Regions from separate parts of the Mus musculus genome. Here region 1 is linked to region 2. A link is a contact called in public HiChIP or PLAC-seq data. All regions are on one chromosome and are shown on one strand. The core of a region is the stretch at or near the end of the contact, and the rest is flanking DNA. Distances in the headings are between cores, read along the strand shown.

Region 1 (3,009 bases), core at 20-2,519, 240 kb after region 2:
ACTCTACTATAAAAATAAGATACATTGCTGTGTGCATCCATTATACTCAGAATCCATGTCCTCCCATCAAAATCATGTCATTTGTTCTTATCTATGTCCCAGAACTTCACTTCCATCTCCCAAACATATTCGTATTTTGTTTTAGTTTATACATGTTCTCATGTTGCTCCAGTTACTATTCCTTTATACCCGACCACTTCATTCTTTGGACATTATCGCTTGACAATTTACTGTGAGTTTATTCTGCTTTAGAGTGAACTTTGATTTTACCTCTGGCTGAGTCTCAAGTCTATGGCTTCCCCACCCACTCCTGTGCAAAGGGCACTAAAGGCATATCAGGGAATCTAATTTTAAAGTTAGATGCCTTCAAATGGCTTAGCTCTAGTGTGAAAATAGGAATGTGATCATTTTAAGCTATAGTAATATAAAGTATATATAATAAAATAGGAACTTGATGCTTTGATTAAACAGGAAAAGTGACTCATACGTATAGAGCTGAAATTATATATATCATATATATGATAAAATAATTATTTATATATATATAAAGATAGGAGAACAAAATCAGAGCTTGGCCTTTGGTGTGTGGCAGAGACACCATGGAGGATGAGAAGGCTATGGTTTCCTTCTGGCTTTTTATTTTAGTTTTGGTGTTGGTGTTGGTTTTGGTTTTGGTTTTGGTTTTGGTTTTGGTTTTGGTTTTGGTTTTGGTTTTGGTTTTGGTTTTGGTTTTGGTTTTGGTTTTGGTTTTGGTTTTGGTTTTGGTTTTGGTTTTTCTCCAGAGCAAAGAAAACTTCCTTGGTCTTGGGGAGCTTAATTCGGAGGGGAGCTCGTGGTGCAGGACAAGCAATGATGACCAGAGCCACCCTATAGTTTTCAAATGTGTTATCTCACATCTAGGAAGAATAAGGACACATGGGCAAAGACCAAACAGAACGAATGTTGATTTATTAAGAAAAAGTGAAAAAGAGCTCCTGACAATTCCACTTCTGAGTGGAGTTCCAGGGGAGGAACACTGATACACCGCCCTGCACGGTGGCCTTTTATAGGTCTTATGATTGGTCTAAGGTGATGTTTATTAAGACTGGTCTCATCTAGGGTCAAAGCTAGGGTCATCGCAGGTCAATCAGAAATGGGTCCATATACCTCGGCCTCACTGTAGAAGTGACTACATGTCATTTGTCCCAGCAAGGGAGTGGTCATTATGCTTCACCACTTATGATTCAATGGACCCCGCCCTTACTGCCTAAAGGGAACTTACTCTTGTCTCACTATGACTAATGCCAGGCAGAACTATATTCCACTAGCCAGGCATGTAATCCTAGGATCATGTCACCTCTCCTAATCCACGGCCTCAAGATAGAAGCAGACATTGTTTCCTAACTTCAGAACCCCCAACTCCTCTGACCTCACTCTCCATCCCCAGTGGAAAGAGCCTTCTTCAGTCTAAGTCCAAAATCCACAGGTCAGACAATGGAGCTAAAATTTTCCTCCAGTATTCGGAGGAAGAAAGGTAATGGAAGCAAAAGGAAAAACATAGTCAGCTGCTGTCCCAGACAAAGTTTTCAGGCAAAGAAAGTGATGACTTAGTCATAAAAGTTCCAGAAAGAAAATTTTCCACACACACACACACACAAAGCAGTGACGGCACAGAATATTTTAAATGGTGAAAATAGTGACCGGGGATTCCAGGCTGATGTATCATCTGCCTGACATTCCTGTGACCCAGTGAGTCAGTCATTCCTGTCAGTACAGAGTTTAAGTCTCCTTGTGTGGGAGAACACAAAGGGGAGAGCTTTGACTGACATAGCTTTCCCCACAGCTTCCCCCAGGACAGCCTAGCTTCTCAAGCCCTCTTCTGCTTCAGTCTCCACAGCGTGGACAGCCTGTGCACACTGCCCTGAAGTGAGAAGTGCCATTTACCAAAGGAAGGTTCCTAGGTTAGATCCTCACATCCGGCCCATGCAGCAGCACGGTGATACACATGTCAGAAGAAGAGGCAAGGAAAAAAACAGCTCAAAAAAGCCCAAAATATCATGAGAGATAAATGGCGGCGATAGTGAGTAAATGCCCTACGGGCATGCGCAGTCAATAAAACACCACTAGCACGGCAGAAAGATCCCAGCTGGAGAAGATCAGAGGTGAAAGGCCTTCAATTTATTGAGAACTGGGGCAACGGGAACTTCCCAAAAGAAGGAATGGTTCATAGCTTGGCAGACAACAAGAAGGCTGAGGGAGGCAAGAAGGTACTTAGAGGGAGCTCAGGAGAGAGAAGGCCTAACCCAAAGATGACCACACACTCAGACAAATGTAGTTCCCTGGAGAGACTGGCCTTCGAAAGAGATCCAACACAGAGAGCTCCGATGAAGCTAAAATGAGGTGATGTCTATCTAATGCATGATGTTTCAAGAGAACAAGGTCACAAGAGGTTCCAGTAACCAAGAGGGGGGGAAAAATCTGAAAGACAGACATGGTCAGCTGCAGATAAATTCTGTAAGAGCTTTCCAAAATGAGCCGAAGAGAAAGGCCATTCAATCAAGGAAGAAATATCTGTTTATTTTCACGGACGATTATAGGCTTAAAAAGCAATCTTGGAGATTTTTAGCCTTAAATAGATAAATAGCATACTATTTTCTAGTCAACCACCAAATATAACCTGGTATCTGGAGTGCAATTTAATATGCAATTCCCAGAATAAATTATATTGCCCTAGCTATATATTTCCAGCCTTGTGAAATACCATGTGTTTCCTTCTCCTAGAAATGCACTTGGGGCTCCCTGCTTCTCCCTGGGCTGCTTAGGGTCGGATGATGTCTCCAGAACTCACTAGTGTAGATCTGGGTTCCCATACTAGGAGCCTTTCTGTGCTTTCAGGCAAAGAGCCTGAGTCTTTCGTCTTGGCTCTGCTCCAGATTCATGGCTAGTTTTCTTAGCACCTAATGCAAGCTAAACTATCCCCAAACACAAACACAAAGCAATAGAAATCCCATGCATAGTCTCCATGAATTC
Region 2 (3,030 bases), core at 441-2,940:
TCAATTTTCTTTTAACTCAATATCTTCTTCCTTTAGACAGAAACAATTCTCCATTAAAATTTTTGAAGATAGGTGGGTGGCCCCCTGTCTGAACTATATGCCATGTCTATCTACTGAAGGTGTCTCTTCAGACTCCATCTCCCCACTGTTGGGCACTTCTCCTAATGCCACCCCATTGAGTCCTGTAGCCTCTCACATCCCAGGTCTCCAGGACTTTCCAGAGGTTTCCCCCCAACTCCCAACCCACAACTCCCACTGTTGCATATTTGGATTCATTCTCCTGACCCTCTGAACTTCTCTTCTGTCTCCCTCAACACCGGATCCAGCCCCATTTCTTTCCCCTCTCCTCTGTACTCTTCTGACTCCCACCCAGATTTCTCTCTCCCTCTGCCTCCCATGATCATCTTGTTCTCCCTTCTAAGTGAGTCTGAGATAGCCACACTTGGGCCTTCCTTCTTGTTAAGCTTCCTACGGTCTATGAGTTGTTTCCTGGGTATTCTGATCATTTTGGTTAGTATCTACTTATCAGTGAGTACATACCAGGCATGACATTTTGGGTCCGGGTTGACACACTCAGAATGATATTTTCTAGTTCCATCTGTTTGTCTGCAAAATTCCTAATATCCTTATTTTAATAACTGAATAGTGTTTCATTGTGTACATGAACTATATTTTCTGTATCTATTCTTCATTTGAGGGACATCTGGGTTGTTTCCAGCTTCTGGCTATTACAAGTAAGACTGCTATGAACATAGTGGAAGCACATGCCCTTGTGGTATGGTGGAACATCTTTTGGATATTTTCTCAGAAGTGATGTAGCTGGGTCTTCAGGTAGAACTGCAGAGTGGTTGTATGAGTTTGCAATCCCACCAGCAATGGAGAAGTGTTCCTATGTTCTCCTATTTATATGATGTGCTGCACACTTGGATCAAAACATAGTAAGCAACATAAAATGTTTGCAAGGCATCTTCCTCAGATAAACCAATGCAAAACACCAACCAAATGTTTTTATTTAATTTCATGCTATGAGTTTGAGTCTTCATTAATCCTTTTGTTACATATCTTTAAACTATGAATAAAGGAACATCTGCTTTTTCTGCTGAATCAGAAATCTGGATGGCTATATCTAAACTCCAAGTGATTCAGAAAGTTGAGCCAGTTTCCAAAACATGACTCATTCCTACAGAACTTGTACATTGACAGCTTCTTCCAGAAAAACCCAGACAATGCCTACCTGGGCTTTGTCTCAAATTCAATTAATAATCCCCCCTCGCTCTCTGAAAAAGAGAGAAATCGTTTCATAACTAACCTTACAGAAATTCTATTAAGTATATTTTTAAAAAGAGAAGCATAATGTTCTTTTAGCATTTTCTAATTTAGAAATAAAATTGATTCTTACATAAAATCAGTGGCAGCATTTCTGACCATGATAAAGGAGGCCCCCAAATAAATGTAATTGTGGTTGAACTACATACTGCTCCCTCATTTCCTTCTTAATTTGAGGCTAAGGGAAAGCTCTTAATTCTCTCTTTCTCTCTATTCCTCCTGTTTTTGTCCCAAAACTAATGAGGGATGGAAAGAGAAAAGAAAATTGAGGTTTTCCAAACCAATCTGAAGAGGGTGTTCAAATTCTCTCTAAGCCTTTCACAGCCACTAGGGGCCTTCTGAAGAATTTAAGTACAAATAAACCATTTTCACATAGCAACAATTTTGCTGTGGAAACATAATGAGTCACAAAATAGCCTGTGGCTATGTATAAATTTGTCCTTATCTTTCTTTGTCTTTTGTCTAAAAGAAGCCAACTCTTAAAGGAAAAGATACTGAACATGGCTGTGAGCCATACACTCCCTTTTATAATAGCTGAACTTTATCCTTAAGGAGCAAAAATAGTCACAGACAATACAAAAGTAAATGTGTATCGGCTGTGTTCCAAGAAAACTTTATTTGTGAAAAGGATAGTCCTCTTCTCATCTAGAACAGGAAACATAGTGAGCTGCACATTGGGATAACATATCTGTGCTTCTTGACATCTTTTTCCATCCAATGGCTTCATTACCTCCCTTTGGCATACTAAAATCTCTACAACTATTGGAGATATCTTTGTGCCATATGTGGAAATAAAAAGAGCTGAGAAAAACTTCTGAGACATAAAACAATGGAAAATAATAAGGTTCTGTCTTTAGTGGTATCTCATTCAGGTTCTGCCAAACAATGTGTCTCCTATATTTTAGAAGTTTTAGAAATTTCCTGTATAATAGAAAGCTATTGCAAACTCAGACATAAACAAAAATGCCACATGGATTGTTGTCTCATGGAGAAAATGAGTAGCCATTTTATTTCTGAACTACATATATTTTTAAGCAAAATAGATATGTCTGATTCTTACTCAGCTTTCTGTCATATATTCATAAGGCGTAACACTGCCCTATACATCAGACCTGACATAAACAGGCTAAGATAGTGTTCAACAATCTTTCCCACTGTGCCTTGTGTAGAGGATTTGCAAGGTCATAACTGGAAGTGTTATACAAATTTTCCTCACAAGAGTACATTTCACTACTTAGGGCTTTTAGGAACATTCTATGAGGATTAAACACGAACAGCCACATCATTACAAAAGAAGAAGGGACAAATATAAATAAGTGATCATTAAACCATCATTTCCATTCAGCTTCCATGTTACACATGGAATGGTGAAAAAACATTTTTAAAAAGTGAAAAATAGCCCCTACATAGAATTTCTGAATGTCACCATTACTTCATCTCTTTGCATCCACTATTGCATTTTCTTTCAACTCCTTAAAAAAAAAAAAAAGGTCATTTTTTTCATTTTTTAACTGCACTTCAATGATGGAAATTTCTTGTGAATAAACACACACACATAAAAATATAAAATCAGTAACCATAAGATACAAGCAAATAGCCAGAAAGAAAACAAAAAAAAATGCTCAAACAAAGAAATATTAGACAAAAGTCTACAAAAAAAAAATACCATTGAGTTTGTTTGGTGCCATCCATATACTGTCGTGC

What was found. HiChIP or PLAC-seq counts read pairs in DNA pulled down with a chosen protein or histone mark.
Region 1: a contact with region 2 is called in an H3K27ac HiChIP or PLAC-seq map of the NIH/3T3 cell line, with 3 times the contacts expected there. The contact joins two enhancer-like sites. A contact is called at or near these places in 2 of 484 Hi-C or Micro-C datasets (adipose-derived mesenchymal stem cells and embryonic fibroblasts) and 2 of 115 datasets of contacts at active chromatin or transcription factors (the NIH/3T3 cell line and embryonic fibroblasts).

The regions. Positions count from the first base shown.
Region 1 is chr13:90,795,737-90,798,745 of GRCm38.p6, forward strand. No RefSeq gene overlaps it. Among named protein-coding and RNA genes, the nearest start is that of Atp6ap1l, 110 kb to the right of the region's middle. Within about 2 kb of position 1,270, at least 54 of the 459 cell types and tissues checked have an H3K27ac peak or open chromatin away from gene starts, as enhancers often do. A contact at or near this core is called in the NIH/3T3 cell line, where this site is marked.
Region 2 is chr13:90,558,516-90,561,545 of GRCm38.p6, forward strand. No RefSeq gene overlaps it. Among named protein-coding and RNA genes, the nearest start is that of Gm35111, 11 kb to the left of the region's middle. Within about 2 kb of position 1,691, at least 13 of the 459 cell types and tissues checked have an H3K27ac peak or open chromatin away from gene starts, as enhancers often do. A contact at or near this core is called in the NIH/3T3 cell line, where this site is marked.